Regions from separate parts of the Gossypium hirsutum genome. Here all the other regions are linked to region 2. The links are chromatin contacts, called in public Hi-C maps. All regions are on one chromosome and are shown on one strand. Each heading gives the region's core, a stretch centred on a gene start, on an enhancer-like site or on the middle of the called end of the contact. The rest is flanking DNA. Distances are from core to core; before and after follow the strand shown. Region 1 holds the start of LOC107962525 (F-box protein 7). Region 2 holds the start of LOC107962531 (dnaJ homolog subfamily B member 4). Region 3 holds the start of LOC107962524 (protein transport protein Sec24-like At4g32640).

Region 1 (4,537 bases), core at 1,364-3,863, 200 kb before region 2:
ATACCAAAGAGAGTGATTCAAAAATTGTATTTATCTTTTCATATTCAATTATAGTGTATGTAAAGGGTGTTGTCAAAGAGCCTTAAGATACAACAAATTTTATGTTTCAAATCAAAATCAAACCACTAAATACCTTTCATAAGAGCCATTCTTATACTTGGTTTTCTACAGCAGACAAAGACTAAGGGACTTACATTTACTTGAGAATGATACCAAAGAGAGAAATTCAAAAATTGTATTTATTTTTTCATATTCAATTATAGTGTATGTAAAGGGTGTTGTCAAAGGGCCTTAAGATACAACAAATTTTATGTTTCAAATCAAAATCAAACCACTAAATACCTTTCATAAGAGCCATTCTTATACTTGGTTTTCTACAGCAGACAAAGACTAAGGGACTTACATTTACTTGAGAATGATACCAAAGAGAGTGATTCAAAAATTGTATTTATCTTTTCATATTCTATGTTGGAAAATTTTGATATCTTTATTTAGAGAGATTTAATCAAAAGTGTAGTATATTTAGTCGTACTGTTCCATCCAACCAACTTGTCTTTTTCATTGAGTTCTCATATTTTGAACCTCGGTAGGTATCATTGGCAACCCTTTACTAGTAAAAGCGAAAGGTAAGAATGAGTTTGAAATGATACAGGCCCTCCCCAACAAATTTGCCAAAATTTGAACTAGGGTACTCAAATCTTTGATTCAGGGGGTACGAAATCCCCTCTGCAAATTCTACAAAATACCTTCCAAACCTAGTATCCGAATATCTTTAGACAAGTATTTCAGTCCCCTTGTGTAAAATATCATAGAAGCTTATTTTCCATTCTAAATCTCAAGAATTCAAATCCCATCAACAGGCATTCAAATTCCTTCATATATAAAGATTCTCACATAGATTTCTTTTCATCTTTAAAACAATATCCTTTGTTTGGAACTTCACCAAAGCTAATACATAGTTTCTAATGTGCTAGCTACTTATAGATTGATTATGTAATCAAGTAATTCTTTATCCCTTCGACATATTTTGAAAATTATTTCAACAATAGTTCCAAACAAACTAATCTGTCTAATACTCGACAGAACTATGAAAATTGAAGAACATAATCATAGAAATTCTCCCAAGAACAAAATGGCAACATGTGCTAAAATCAGCAAGACCAAGCATAGCACAGAGTTGACAATTTCAAAATAAATGAATGCAAATAGCATACCTTTCTCCCTTTCCCACCGAATATATTACACCCAAAACTAAAAACAATTGAGAAAGCACAACATACCATTAGTTCGTACCCGAGGTCTCAAAAGCCACATTTTCCTCCATGAACCTTCATATTTTGATTGCAAGACCTTATAATTCTCCACCAGGCCAGAAAGCTAAAGAAAAGAGGCACTAGTTTTAAGCATCGATAATTCATGCAACCTAATAAAAGCTTCCATATGGAAGGCAAATTTACCTGCCAAGCCTTTAAGCAGGCTGTACGCCAAAACACAGGGTTACGGATTGTATACCTCCATTTTCGACAAACACATGATGCCCTTCCTAAATCATATGGAGCCATTCGTACAAAGACCTGTACATTTATTTCATCATTACTCTCTAATTAAGGGGAAAAAGGGGAAAAAATTGTTTCTTCTTTTAAATTGCTCTTTGTTTTAAAGACAAGGAATTCTACCAGTTCATAAGTTGGAAAATTTGATATTTTGCCATTGAAATTAGAATTTTCAGCTCTTACGCAATAAAATAAACTTCAAGATGTCCGTTTATCAACCAAACCACAATCAATTGATTCAAAATCACATTTTCTACATTCGCCAGCTCAAAACCTAGCATTTCTAGATGAATAATAAACAATTAGAAGCAGATAGAGAAAACCAAAGTAAGCTAATAACAATTTTGTCAAAAAGAACTAATGCATTGAAATACTTCGAAAAGCAGCTCATCGGGCAAGCTACGATGGATAAGTGCAGGATCAACATATGATCTTCTGCTGGCGCTTCCAAAAGGGGCAACTGGTCTAACATGTTTTCCATAAAGATCTGAAATTTGAAAAGAAAAAGTAACATTAATAATTTACAAGTGTTTTATACAAAAAATTTAAGCTAATGGCTTTCAAACGGAAAAGAAAAAAAAAAAGAATGAATAAAATCATTATGGAAAATATATGAAAATAAATAAATAAAAATACCAAGCCAAGGCCTCTGCGTCACAAAGTACTGTACGGTCTTCAAGCGCAAAGCTGATTCTAATTCTACTTCAGAGGGAACTGTTAAGGCAAAATCTGAAAAAATTAAGGCCATTAATTAACTAACAATAATGTAATTAAAAGAAGAAGAAAACTAGGGGAAGAAGGCGATGAGATGAAACAAAACCAATAACAAAGATTGAAGTTTAAAATGTATCTACACAATTCGAATAAAAATAATCACCGGAAGCAAAGAAAATGGTGGATTGGAATTTAGAAATGAATGAATTCAATAATAGAAATATAAATACCTGGATTCATAGGAATCGAATCTACTATATTTTTATGAACCTCAAAGGAAAATTGAAGGAAATCTTCTCTCCTCTTTTTAAATTTCCCAAACCCGATTTTTCCAAATTAGAAGGAAATAGGAAATAAGAAATAAGTGATGGAAAAATGCTGAGAGATTACATGAAGGGCCCAATCAGAATAAACTAGAAGACACAGACTCAGTATAACCCAAAACATAAACAAAGGTTATCAACGGGTCGACTGAGTCAGCCCAGTCTACTCTAACAGACCACTGCAACCTACCTTTAAGATGTTGGGCCCTTTAAATTTCAACACTATCCAAGTTATGAAGTATTGCTGGCGAAGTGAGTGGAAGATGTTTGAAATATTGGATTGGGTTTTTAATTTTGTGAAAGTTGTAAATTTAATTTTTATATTTTTATATTTTTATTTGATTAATTCTTGTTTTTATATTTTTCCAGTTGATCAATTTTAGTTCTGTATTTTTTAAAATATGAAATTTTAGTCTTAACTCAAATAGTAGTAGTTAAATTCATTTGATTAATTTTAATTAATAGTCATGTACTATTTATACAGTTGTAGATTTATTCCATTTTCTCTAGTTGGATCATTCTAAGTCTCTATACATTTCAAATTTTGAAATTTCAATCTTAACATAAATGATAATTGTTAATCCATTAACTAGATTTTTAGTGAGTAATATGTAAAAATAATATATTGATGTGACATTACACATGATAATATGTTTGGCATATCAGATTTAAGAAATAGCAAAATTTTACTTAGGGTAGAGTTTGGAAAACCACCTAATAATTAGCTTGGGTGTAATTACTTGTAATTACACAATGATGGCATGTTTGGGTAAGCATTGTAACGGGTGGGTCTTATCGAATTGGGTGTAATTGGAATATCCCAATTATACTTTCCAATTCTTAGGAGGAGGGTAAGATTTTGAGTAATTACATAAGTCAAATAAAAAATTTAAAATTATTTTTATACAAGTTATAAAAATTATACTATAAACATGAACATGTCTGAGTGTTTGAGATAGTAATGACTAGACCTGCTCATGAACTGGGTCAATGCAAAATTTTAGGCTCGTTTTTTAAACCCGAACTTGACCCAAAAATTGGCATAAAATCATGTCCAAGCCCAGCCCAGATTAAAAATGTTAAATTCGAGCTTGACCAGCTCGAATTAAATTTTTTATATTCTTTTTTCATCAATCCCATGTTTGTGGTATAAATTTCAAATTATTCATATATATGTGTTAATTTCATTTTTTTATATTACATGTATGTTCGTTTTATGGTTTATTTTCGGGGTTTATGGTTATCCTTCTTAATAATATTATCTCCAATATTCGAATCTACTTTTTTTTCCTTAAGAATATAACGCATTTTTCTATTTCACCCAATCACTAGTTGGTACATTCAATATTCAGAATTTGTGACAGCTCCTCTTAATAATGATATATTCAATATTCGAACATATATTTATTTTTTAAAAGTATAATATATTTTACTATTGCATATAACAACTTGTTGGTACCTTTATATTATTTTTAAACGATTTATTATAGTGTTGTAATTTAGAGAATAATTTATGTATTTATTATATCATAACTCATTACATACTTTGTATTGTTTGCCATAGCGATATGTTTGCTTCTTATATGGGCGTGGGTGTTGTTTATATTAAATCTTGCATATATTTGTATTATTTTTTGTGAAGTGTGATGCTCTAATTAATATCATATTTTTTATATTATGTTTCGTTTCAATCTATATCTTACATAATTTGTTGTATAGAAATTAGATCTTTATACGAATCTATCATAAATTAATATAAATAAAATGTTTGAAATTTTATTTAATTTTTCGAAACGCAGCGAGAGAATCTAGTATTTTATTTCAACATAATGCAATTCAAATAGGATAAAAATAGGTTAAATTCTATTATTAGTCCCTTTTAATTTTTGCATTTTTAATTTGGTTATTTTTAGTTTTTATACTTTTTTAAAGTTTAACATTCCAGTC
Region 2 (4,735 bases), core at 1,630-4,129:
ATCTGCACTAGTATCACAAAAGCATTGCTTCATGGATGCTTGCTTCTTTTGGTAATCTTATCGTTCAGTATAATACACCATTTTGGTGCTCTCGGATACATGTTGCTATTTGAAATAATCAAAAATATCTGTTGTGGAATTTTTATTCATTTTTTGCTTCCCTACGCGGATTTTGATGTAGGAAGCATATGCTCCTTTTGTTTCTTTCTAATATATTCATACTGTTTTATAAACGCCAACTTGACCATGGTTATTTGCCCATTGTACTGCATTTTAAGAAACTACATGGATTTTGATGTATTCTTTTGCTTTCTTTCTGGCAAGTTCATACTGTTCCCCACCAAAAAGAATATGCCAAGTTCCTTTTGTTTTTAACAAATGCTGAAAAATACATAGTTGCTCCTATTTTTCAAAAGAATGAACTTAGAAGTTCATTTTCGCATGCTTATTGAACATTAGAAGTATATGTGATACACACCTAATAACGTTTTCAGCTTGCCGAGCCCACTTTGCCATTTGGAGGAGTCGGGGACAGCGGAATGGGTGCCTACCATGGGAAATTCTCCTTTGACACTTTTAGCCATAAGAAGGCTGTTCTTTATAGAAGTTTTGCTGGTGATGCACCTCTAAGATACCCACCGTACACAAATGGAAAGCTCAGGTTACTAAAGGCTCTTCTTGGTGGTAGCATATTAGGCATAATCCGTGCTTTGATGGGATGGTCTAAGGCTTAAAAGAGAAAACCTATGTGGCTATCTCTGTTGTAACTTTTTATTATTTTTTTCATGTTATGCAATTTACTGATTTCAATATATTTTCAAGCATGTAAGTCAGTTTAAAGACCACGGTTGTATAGTTTTCTTTTTTCGCTTAAAATCAATGTGATGTTCATAATGTAGGTATCATGATTTGAGAATCATTTTATAGGAATGAATTGGCACTGATGCAGTTCAACATTGTAAAAATGTGTTGATTTGATGATAACCTTGCCTGAGGTGGTTTTGTTTACTGCAGAACTAACATGCTTTGTTCCAGTTTGAAAGGTACCATTACATTTACATGTCTAACTGGTATTGTAAGTGGCATCATATTGGAATGTTATTCTGCCAGGTCCCATTACATTTATGAAAATGTTAAAATGGTTTGATTTTAGCTGACTGGTAATGAGCAGGTGATATATTCCTTGTTGAAGTATCTGCGAAGCACCTGACATTACATTTTACAATGAAGGGAAGCCTGAAATACTGTTGGAAGTAACATATCCACAAGTAAAACAAATTCTGAGACTCCTAAAGAAACTAAAACCACATTCATGAAGAAGAATCCCCTAAAATTCTAACTGCGGCGGCTTGTTGATCATCTGTGAGCTCCGTTGGGAAGTTAATCAGGAATCTAACTTTTAAGTTCCCTCTGCTTGCTGCTTCTTTTGTGGTTGGCATGCCCTGGCCTGTGATTATCTTTTCATATCCAGGGTGAATGATTTCATCTATTTTCAGTTCCATTTTCTCCCCACCCAGTAATGGTATGGGAAGGCTGCAACCTGTTAGGGCTTTCACCAGAGGAATTTCAATCGTTAATTCCAAATCATCACCGTCTCTTCCGAAGATAGGATGTTGTTTCTCGGCAATAACGAATGTGACGTCAGCTGCATATAATCGAGGTACTTCATTTCCCATTCCTTCAAATGTAATCTTTGTTCCTTTCTTCCATCCCGGCTCCACGTTTATTGATAACATCTCCTTATGTTCAACTCTTTGCCTGCAGATCATAAACAGATCATCAATTTCAGTCAAGACGATGGTTAAGGTAATGTTTTTCGGATTACAAACCCGGATTCTGTAATAACGTCCCTTTTGATCTTTATCTTCTCGGTACATCCATAGCACAAATCTTCAAGCGTGCATTCGAGTTGCTTCTCAATTGGTGGTGGTTTCACCACCCCGGTTGAGTTTGAGAACATGATGGGGTTACCATTCGGGCGGCTCGTGCTTCCTGACAGGGGCTCAAATAAGCCATTTCTATCTGTTGTTGTGCTTCTTCTCAGGCTTCCCTCCTTATTCTGTGAGGAAGGCTTGGGGCTGGGGCTGGGGCTGCGGCTCCTCTTGCTTGTACCCTTTGAGTTTGTAGAATCTTGGCGAGAAAAGCATGCGTCCATGCTTCGATACTTGAAAAAACCTTTAGAACTCCGACCTTCGGATCTCGACCCATCGCTATCGCTTGTCCAGCTGCTAACTCGGACAATTTTTTGTCCATCTCCATTCTCATCTGGAGAGCCCTACAACATGAAAAGTTTCTCTCACGTTTACAACCCAAATGAGGATTCAAAGAATCACCAAATTTTCATAATTTCTAAATTATTGTTTAGACTTTTACATATTATTATTGCATTACATTGCATTGCATGCATGGAGATTTAACGTACAGGTATACCTGGGAAGGTTGGTATATGGGTTGGTCGGAAGAGGAGGATTTCTTAAGACGAAGTCGCCATGATCGTAAGACTCTGGTAATCTCCCGTAAACTGAAACCTTTCTTCTTTTGATTAAAAATGGGGACAGGTTCTTGGTTCAGATGATTTACCATGGGAGACAACCACCAATACCCCCCCCACCCAAAAAAAAAAAACAATGAAAGAAAGGCGAAGGCAGCAAGAAGAAAGAAGAGGATTAGATGGATAGAGTTAGACCATAAACCCAACACCAGAAAATTGCTTGGATAATTTGTCAAATATTTAAGCCGGGGGATATTTTCTCCTGTCTTTAATTAGCAAACGCTGTGACTAATAGATTAGAGAGCCTATATATTTTTTCAACTTTTTATAATTTTGCTCTGTTTTCTTTTCCTTTTTAAGCTCCAAGCCTTGACTTCACGTAATAAGATAAATCTTCCATAACAAACAATAACGTGTCTGAAATTTTAATCATCAAAGTCGACCAAATTATTAGATACACCTTCTCCACTACTTATCCAATTGAACTGATCCACGTCACATTTTCCTTTTATGTCATATTACACATATCCTAATCCTCTAGCCCCACCCGGTTGTTTTTCTATCAAAATATTTAACAGCAAAAAACCAAATCTAAATCTTTGCATGGTTTTCATAGCGGAGAAAAATTTGTCAATGAAAGCTTACAAATAAATGAGAGTATATCATGTTCCTTCTAAATTGTATTGGTTTTAGTTTAGGGGTTTTTGTACATCGTCTTGTTGGTAAAAAAGCGACTCATGAATTGATGAATCGGTTGCATGAAATGCTCCGATCAAGATAAATATTAACTTTTTGCATGTTTTTGTCATAAAGGAAACTCTACGTTAAAGTGCATCTGTGGCACCCAAGTTTTTTGTATAATTATTGTATTGCACAATGTAGTCTCTTGGATCTCTAGTACCGGCTAAAGGTGTGCATGGCCGGGTCCGGGCCGGGCCCATTGAAAATTTTAGGCCCGTTTTCTAGGTCTGGGCCTGACCCGGCCCGAAATATGGGCCTAAAATTTTGTCCAAGCCTTGCCCGAAATAAAATTGTTAAGCCCGAGTCCAGCCCGGCCCTGCCCATATTAAATTTTTTAACTTATTTCATTAAATAAATTTTTTTAAATATATTAAATCATCAAATACATTTAAAACAAATATTAAAACAAGAAACAAATAAAAAATATATTAAAACAATTCTTAAAACAATACACAAGTTAAAAATATAATAAAAATTAATTATATTAAAATTAAAATTAAAATATAAATATGATTAAAAATAAAAAATATATATTTAGTATATAATTAGGGCCGGGCCGGGTCAGGCTCGGGCCAAAAAAATTTTACCCGAGCCCGGCCTATTTTCTAAACGGGCCTCATTTTTTTGCCCAAACCCATATTTCGGGCCTATATTTTTACCCGAACCCTCCCATTTTTTGGACGGGCCTTCGGGCCGGACCGGGTAGCCCCGGCCCATGCACACCTCTAGTACTGGCATAAGTTTGTTTTTTGTTTTTTTTTGTGGCGGTAGGTATTTCACAGCTATCGAGGAGCTAAAGGATAATTAGAATAAGAAGTTTATCCCATATCATCATACCTAGTTTTGCGAAGAGATTGCAATTCTTTTCTCAAAAGCTTGCATCTTCTAGAAGGGTGTTTTGTAGATAGGGCAACACCATTTGCGGATAATGCTCCTCATGTCTAAATGGTTGAAGCATTTTGTTGATTGATGTCTTTTTAACGTTGGTATAATGGTCGTTGTTGCGATTTGATCTTTTAGAGTTTTCATTCGTTATGTTGGGAGTTTGAGTTTGGGTTTGGGTTTGGGTTTTAAGTGGTTTGTTCTTCTAAAGTGGGGTATGTTTTGTTTATTATGTCTTAATATTAATATTTGATAAATTATTGAAATGGTCAAAATAATTATTTATGAAAATAAACAAATGTCATTCATTATCTCTATGTTAGATTGACTTCAATGGTTTTTGTATGAAAAGTAAAATGTATAAATAAATATTTATTACTTGATAACCTAAGGCTTGTTTAGTATTAAATTGCATTATATAGATAGATTATAATAAAATATATTAGTAGGTAATCTAAATTGTTCATAGTCTATAGAATCAAATTGAGCAAATGATTCAAATAATATGAGACTATTATGTTATCTATAAGTCCAGTTAGGGAGATAACTTTTTATGTCTATCAGAGTTGGATTGACTCTCAAAATTAGACATGTAGATGTGATTGTTTGGACTGACAATAC
Region 3 (4,673 bases), core at 2,018-4,517, 250 kb before region 2:
TAAAAATAAGTTAAAATACACAAGATACTGCAAAATATATGAGATGAGCACACAAAGATGATTAATACTGACCACATAAATTGCAGATAAACTTTCTTCCCTGATCAATGAACTTCATGAAAGGATTTATGTAACCTTTGCAACGGGAACATCGAACAGGACCACTTTCCCCAAAATCCACAACCTATAGTAAGAAATGTTCAAAATATGATAAGCAGATCAAATTACAAAATCCATTTGACAACCCGACAGATTGCATAACAAGCTAGAAGAACAAGTACAACTGGCATTACTTGAATAGGGTCCTCTGACGGATGAGGAAGAGCCATTGGCTGAACTAACAAAGCCAACTGCATAGACGATGTTGTCAAAAGGTCGGCTGTGCAAGGGATCTATTAAATGGAAAGAACAATCGATAAGCACTCAAAACATCACAAAGATTACTGGTGGTGAAACTGCAGTGCAAACTTAATCAAAGTATATAAAAGAGTACCAAAAAAAGCCACAATTAATTTATATAGCTTGTTATGACCTGATTGATGGTGCATCTCATATAACGAGGACTGCAATTCCCAGTGTCTCTGACAACGTAATCGCTAGTAGCAGGCTTCAAAAGATTACAAGTGATCAGGAGAAGAAACAAAATTCAAAATTCAGTTATATGTCAAAGCTGTGATTGCATTATGCATACATGCAATGACAACACAGTAAAGAGAGCCAGAACAATGGGCCTAAGTTAAATGAAGATCAAAAGGAATAGCAAATTAGCAAATTCCTGAGTGAATTAAGTAATTTTCTTTCCGTTCTTCTAAAATGATCAAAGCTTTTACCGGAGGAGGATTTGCCGAGTTGCCTTGGCGAGTTTCATACACGATTGGTGAGGAACTTGGAATGGGAATGGGCCTTGGAATTTGATTAGGATCAATCTTCGATGGCCCTGATAAAGGGGCTCCCAGTTGGCCGATAGCAGGTGGAATGGTAGTCATAGCTTGATTTGTAGGTGGTTGTGGCATTCCAAACATTCTTGGAGGTTGTGCTTGAGTAGATCCAGGAATAGGAGGAGCCTGGGCTCCCTAAAACAATTCAAAAAATTCAGAATCTAATTAGTGATGGGAGTGAACAACTTCCAAACACCACTTACCAAGCCAAAACATCCTGTACTTAGAATTTCCTGCACCTCATATAGAATGCCTTAAAATGGTTTCCATTTCCAAGCAACTTCATAAACCTGGCTCAAAGGTTTTAAATATCCACCAACACCAAAATTTCATATGCCAATTGATAAAATTCAATGTAATTAGTGAAGTTCAATAACCAATTTCCAATTGGTTTTGTTATTATGCAAATGCCATTGGTTATACAGTAACAGAATGCCTAATTTTTGCACAGTTCTGTAAGTTTCTGCACAATTTAACTTTCAGCAATTGGCTACAGAACCTCATATTATATCTGCACGTCAATTCTCAAGCCAATCCAATATTTATGATGGTTCAATGAAAACAATATCTTTTTGGATGAATACTGAATGGATGAGATGTTGAAAATAATAATTAGAAAGAAAAAGTTTGAACAACATAGCTATATACTGTAAAGCAATTTACAAGGCATAAACAATTTAATTGTAGAAAAGTAAACCACATCCATCAATTTTCATTCTTCCATTATAAGTTTACTAAAATCTTTCTTCATTTCTATATTGCTTTAGATTTTCTTCAAATTAACAGCTACTAATATAATGCCAAAAATTCCAAACATCAAAGAGGTGCAGATAAAATTTTAGTTACTAAATGCATTATGAAAAGAAAGGAAATCAAAGACCTTGTACACCTTATACAGATTGCTAAATGACCAACTCAACAACAATAAAATCAATGATATACTCCAGTTGTTTACATTTCTTTATGGGAAGAATTCTGAAAGCATAAACTGTAAAGATTGTAGTACTAACCTGCTGAGGCTGCATCGGCCAAGTCTGTGGTCCATAAGGAGAACCTGGAGGTGGTGGTCTAGCTTGAGGCACAGCTGAAAATGGTGATGCTGAAGGCATTGGTTGAACTGGTGGGGAAGTAACAGCTGGACTTCCCAAAACAGAACGCATGGTTGGAGCCTGAGCAGGAGCCCTAGCTGACATCATAGTTAGTGGAGGTCCAACAGGAGGTTGTGAAGCACTTGGAGCAAGAGGAAACTGGGATGCACCAGGCAAAGCTCCCGAAACAATTGCTGGAGGCCCATTACTCAAAGGACCAGCAGGTGCACGAGAGAGGGGCGCAGCTGGACCAGTCAAAGGTGGAGATGACATAAAAACATTCGGGCGAGCACCTGGCATTGGTGGTGCAACTCCACCGCTAGGTGCACCTGAAGATGGGAAAGCGCTAGAAGGTAGAACAGCACCACCTGTTGAAGAAGACAAAGAACCAGGAGGAGGTCTAGACCCAAAAGGGGAAGAGTGACCAGAAGGTTGACCAAGGGGTCTCCCTGGGGGTACATTTGCAGGTAAAGCAGATTGTGGTGGTCCAGTAGGAGGCACTGCAGGTCTTCCCATCATACCAGGTGGCGGACCAGGCCGTGCCATTGGCGGCAAGGCACCGGGGAATCCAGCTGAACCTCCAGATTGAGGAAAGGGAGGTTGTTGACCAAAAGGGGAGGGCCTAGGACCAGAATTGGGCATTGAAACTGGCCGATTTAGGTTCAAATTCTGCATGTTATCAGCTAACGAATTGGGATTGGTTTGATAATTAGGATTAACATTTCGTGGTGGTGGTGGTTGTGAATTGGCGCCGGGTCTAGGTGCCCCTGGAGGCACAGGAGCTGCCATAATTAATCAGAAACAAATTCTAATCCCCTCTTTCAATAACCGTCTATATATTTTGCAACACGATCAAATCTACACAAACCAAAACAACAAAAACAACAATTCTTCAAAAATTCTAAAAGATACACAGTAATAGTAATCGCAAATTAACATATAAAAGAAACTAAGATCGAATGTAATAAAATTGAGAAGAATAAAAAAGGAAATTAAGTACCTGATATCGGAAAGAAAAGGAGAGGTCGGATCTGTGGATGTAAGAAGATAATTAAGTTTAGATCTGAGAGTAGGGTTTTAGAAGGAGAGATCGGAGAAATTAGGGTTTTTTAGGGAAGTATCGGAGCGACCGGAGGTATGGATCTGGGGAAATGATCGGAGAAGGAGAGAGAGACAAAAAAGGCAAATAACGAGAGCGAGAGAGAGAGAGCGACGGTATTTTAACGTTGGCGAAGGAATGGGAGACAAATTTGTAATAAATCTTAATTGTAAAAAAATTATAAATAAAAAAAGGTATAATTAAGGAAAGTATTTTATTTGTCTGAGACTGTTGAAAAAACACTGATTACTTTCACAGACTTACAAATAATAGCCATTTGGATTTATTTACCGGTTTTTCCTTCTGTTCCATTTAAAAATAAATAAATAAATAAGTCACGATGTAGCCTTAGTTAAATTGTAATCTATATTATTATTAGCCTTAGTTCAATTGTAATCGATATTATTATTCGTGTAAAGAGATGTGAGTTTGAAAGCGTTAAAATGCATTATCCTCCTATTAAGAGTTGGGAAGAGGCTATAGATAGTTTTAAGTATTGTATAAGAAAACTTATAATAAGATTAATGTTTAAAAATAATAATAAATAAATTTAATTTATCGTACATTTTTAAACCATAAAAACTTTTTTCTTTTTTCTCCTTTGTAACACCCTTAACCTATATCTATCACTAGAATAGGGTTACAAGAATGCTACAGCAAGTTAACAACAATAAACAAGTAAAATCATAATTATTTCAATATAATTTTTCAAATACCATAAACCAATTGATTTATAAAAATATCTTACATCTACGAGGCTTAAATCGAGCTTTAGGGACTAAAGAATTAATCTTAAAACCTTTAGGGACTAATTTGAAACAAATTAGAAAATTTCAGGAAAATATGAAAAAATTCAAAAACAGGAGACACACAACCGTGTGGAATGCCCCAGGCCATGTAACTTTCAAAGTTGGGACACACAGTCGTGTCCTAGCCCGTGTCTCTGCCCGTATAACTCATTGAGTTGGGTCACACGGTCGTGTCGCAAGCTGTGTGCCAGTCTGTGTAACTCTCTGACTTAGGACACATGGTCATGTCGGAGGCCATGTAACACACTGACTTAAATCACATGGCTGTGGTGGCACACGGCGTGTGGTAGCCCGTGTCCCAAGCCGTGTTCACCTAAATAAACCTTAAACATCAATTTTACCATTTCAAGTTTTCTTGGACTCTAAGTAATCCATATACCAACCATTAGGGTCATTCAAAATGCCATTAAACAAGCTCAATTCATACTAATTCAACCATCTAAAGTGCTTAACCAATGTACCCTCATTGGTACCACAAGTATACACAGTTATACCACGATACAAATCATCAACCAAGACATACAAATTCACACAACTTAAACTTCTAACCATTATGTCTATCATAGGCATCTCAGTTCATAACAATGCAAAATAACTTATTAATCAAACATATGCAATAAATTTGTACCAAAGACATCTTCCTTCATTCACATATATCACAATAAGTTGTCTACTTACACTTAAGCTCATTCTTTATATATATACATGCCAAAACAAATGTTCAAAAGCTACCAAAATT

Evidence for each region. Hi-C and Micro-C count contacts between places; a contact is called where the count stands out from the background.
Region 1: a Hi-C map of leaf shows a contact between it and region 2, with 5 times the contacts expected there. The contact joins the promoter of LOC107962525 here to the promoter of LOC107962531 in region 2. A contact is called at or near these places in 11 of 34 Hi-C or Micro-C datasets (callus, fibers, leaf and 1 more).
Region 3: a Hi-C map of leaf shows a contact between it and region 2, with 3 times the contacts expected there. The contact joins the promoter of LOC107962524 here to the promoter of LOC107962531 in region 2. A contact is called at or near these places in 9 of 34 Hi-C or Micro-C datasets (callus, hypocotyl, leaf and 1 more).

The regions. Positions count from the first base shown.
Region 1 is chrA06:7,648,636-7,653,172 of Gossypium_hirsutum_v2.1, forward strand. LOC107962525 (F-box protein 7) reads right to left here and starts at 2,614. Exons shown (of 11, transcript XM_016898943.2): 1 at 2,498-2,614; 2 at 2,190-2,282; 3 at 1,928-2,040; 4 at 1,458-1,574; 5 at 1,281-1,377. The coding sequence starts at 2,507.
Region 2 is chrA06:7,846,278-7,851,012 of Gossypium_hirsutum_v2.1, forward strand. LOC107962531 (dnaJ homolog subfamily B member 4) reads right to left here and starts at 2,880. Exons shown (of 3, transcript XM_016898949.2): 1 at 2,431-2,880; 2 at 1,830-2,275; 3 at 1,030-1,758. The coding sequence starts at 2,583. The coding sequence ends at 1,311. It overlaps LOC107962530 (aldehyde dehydrogenase family 3 member H1), which reads left to right. Exons shown (of 10, transcript XM_016898948.2): 10 at 495-1,008. The coding sequence ends at 734.
Region 3 is chrA06:7,590,891-7,595,563 of Gossypium_hirsutum_v2.1, forward strand. It overlaps LOC107962524 (protein transport protein Sec24-like At4g32640), which reads right to left and starts at 3,268. Exons shown (of 25, transcript XM_016898942.2): 1 at 3,027-3,268; 2 at 1,949-2,884; 3 at 831-1,073; 4 at 533-607; 5 at 294-392; 6 at 73-184. The coding sequence starts at 2,815.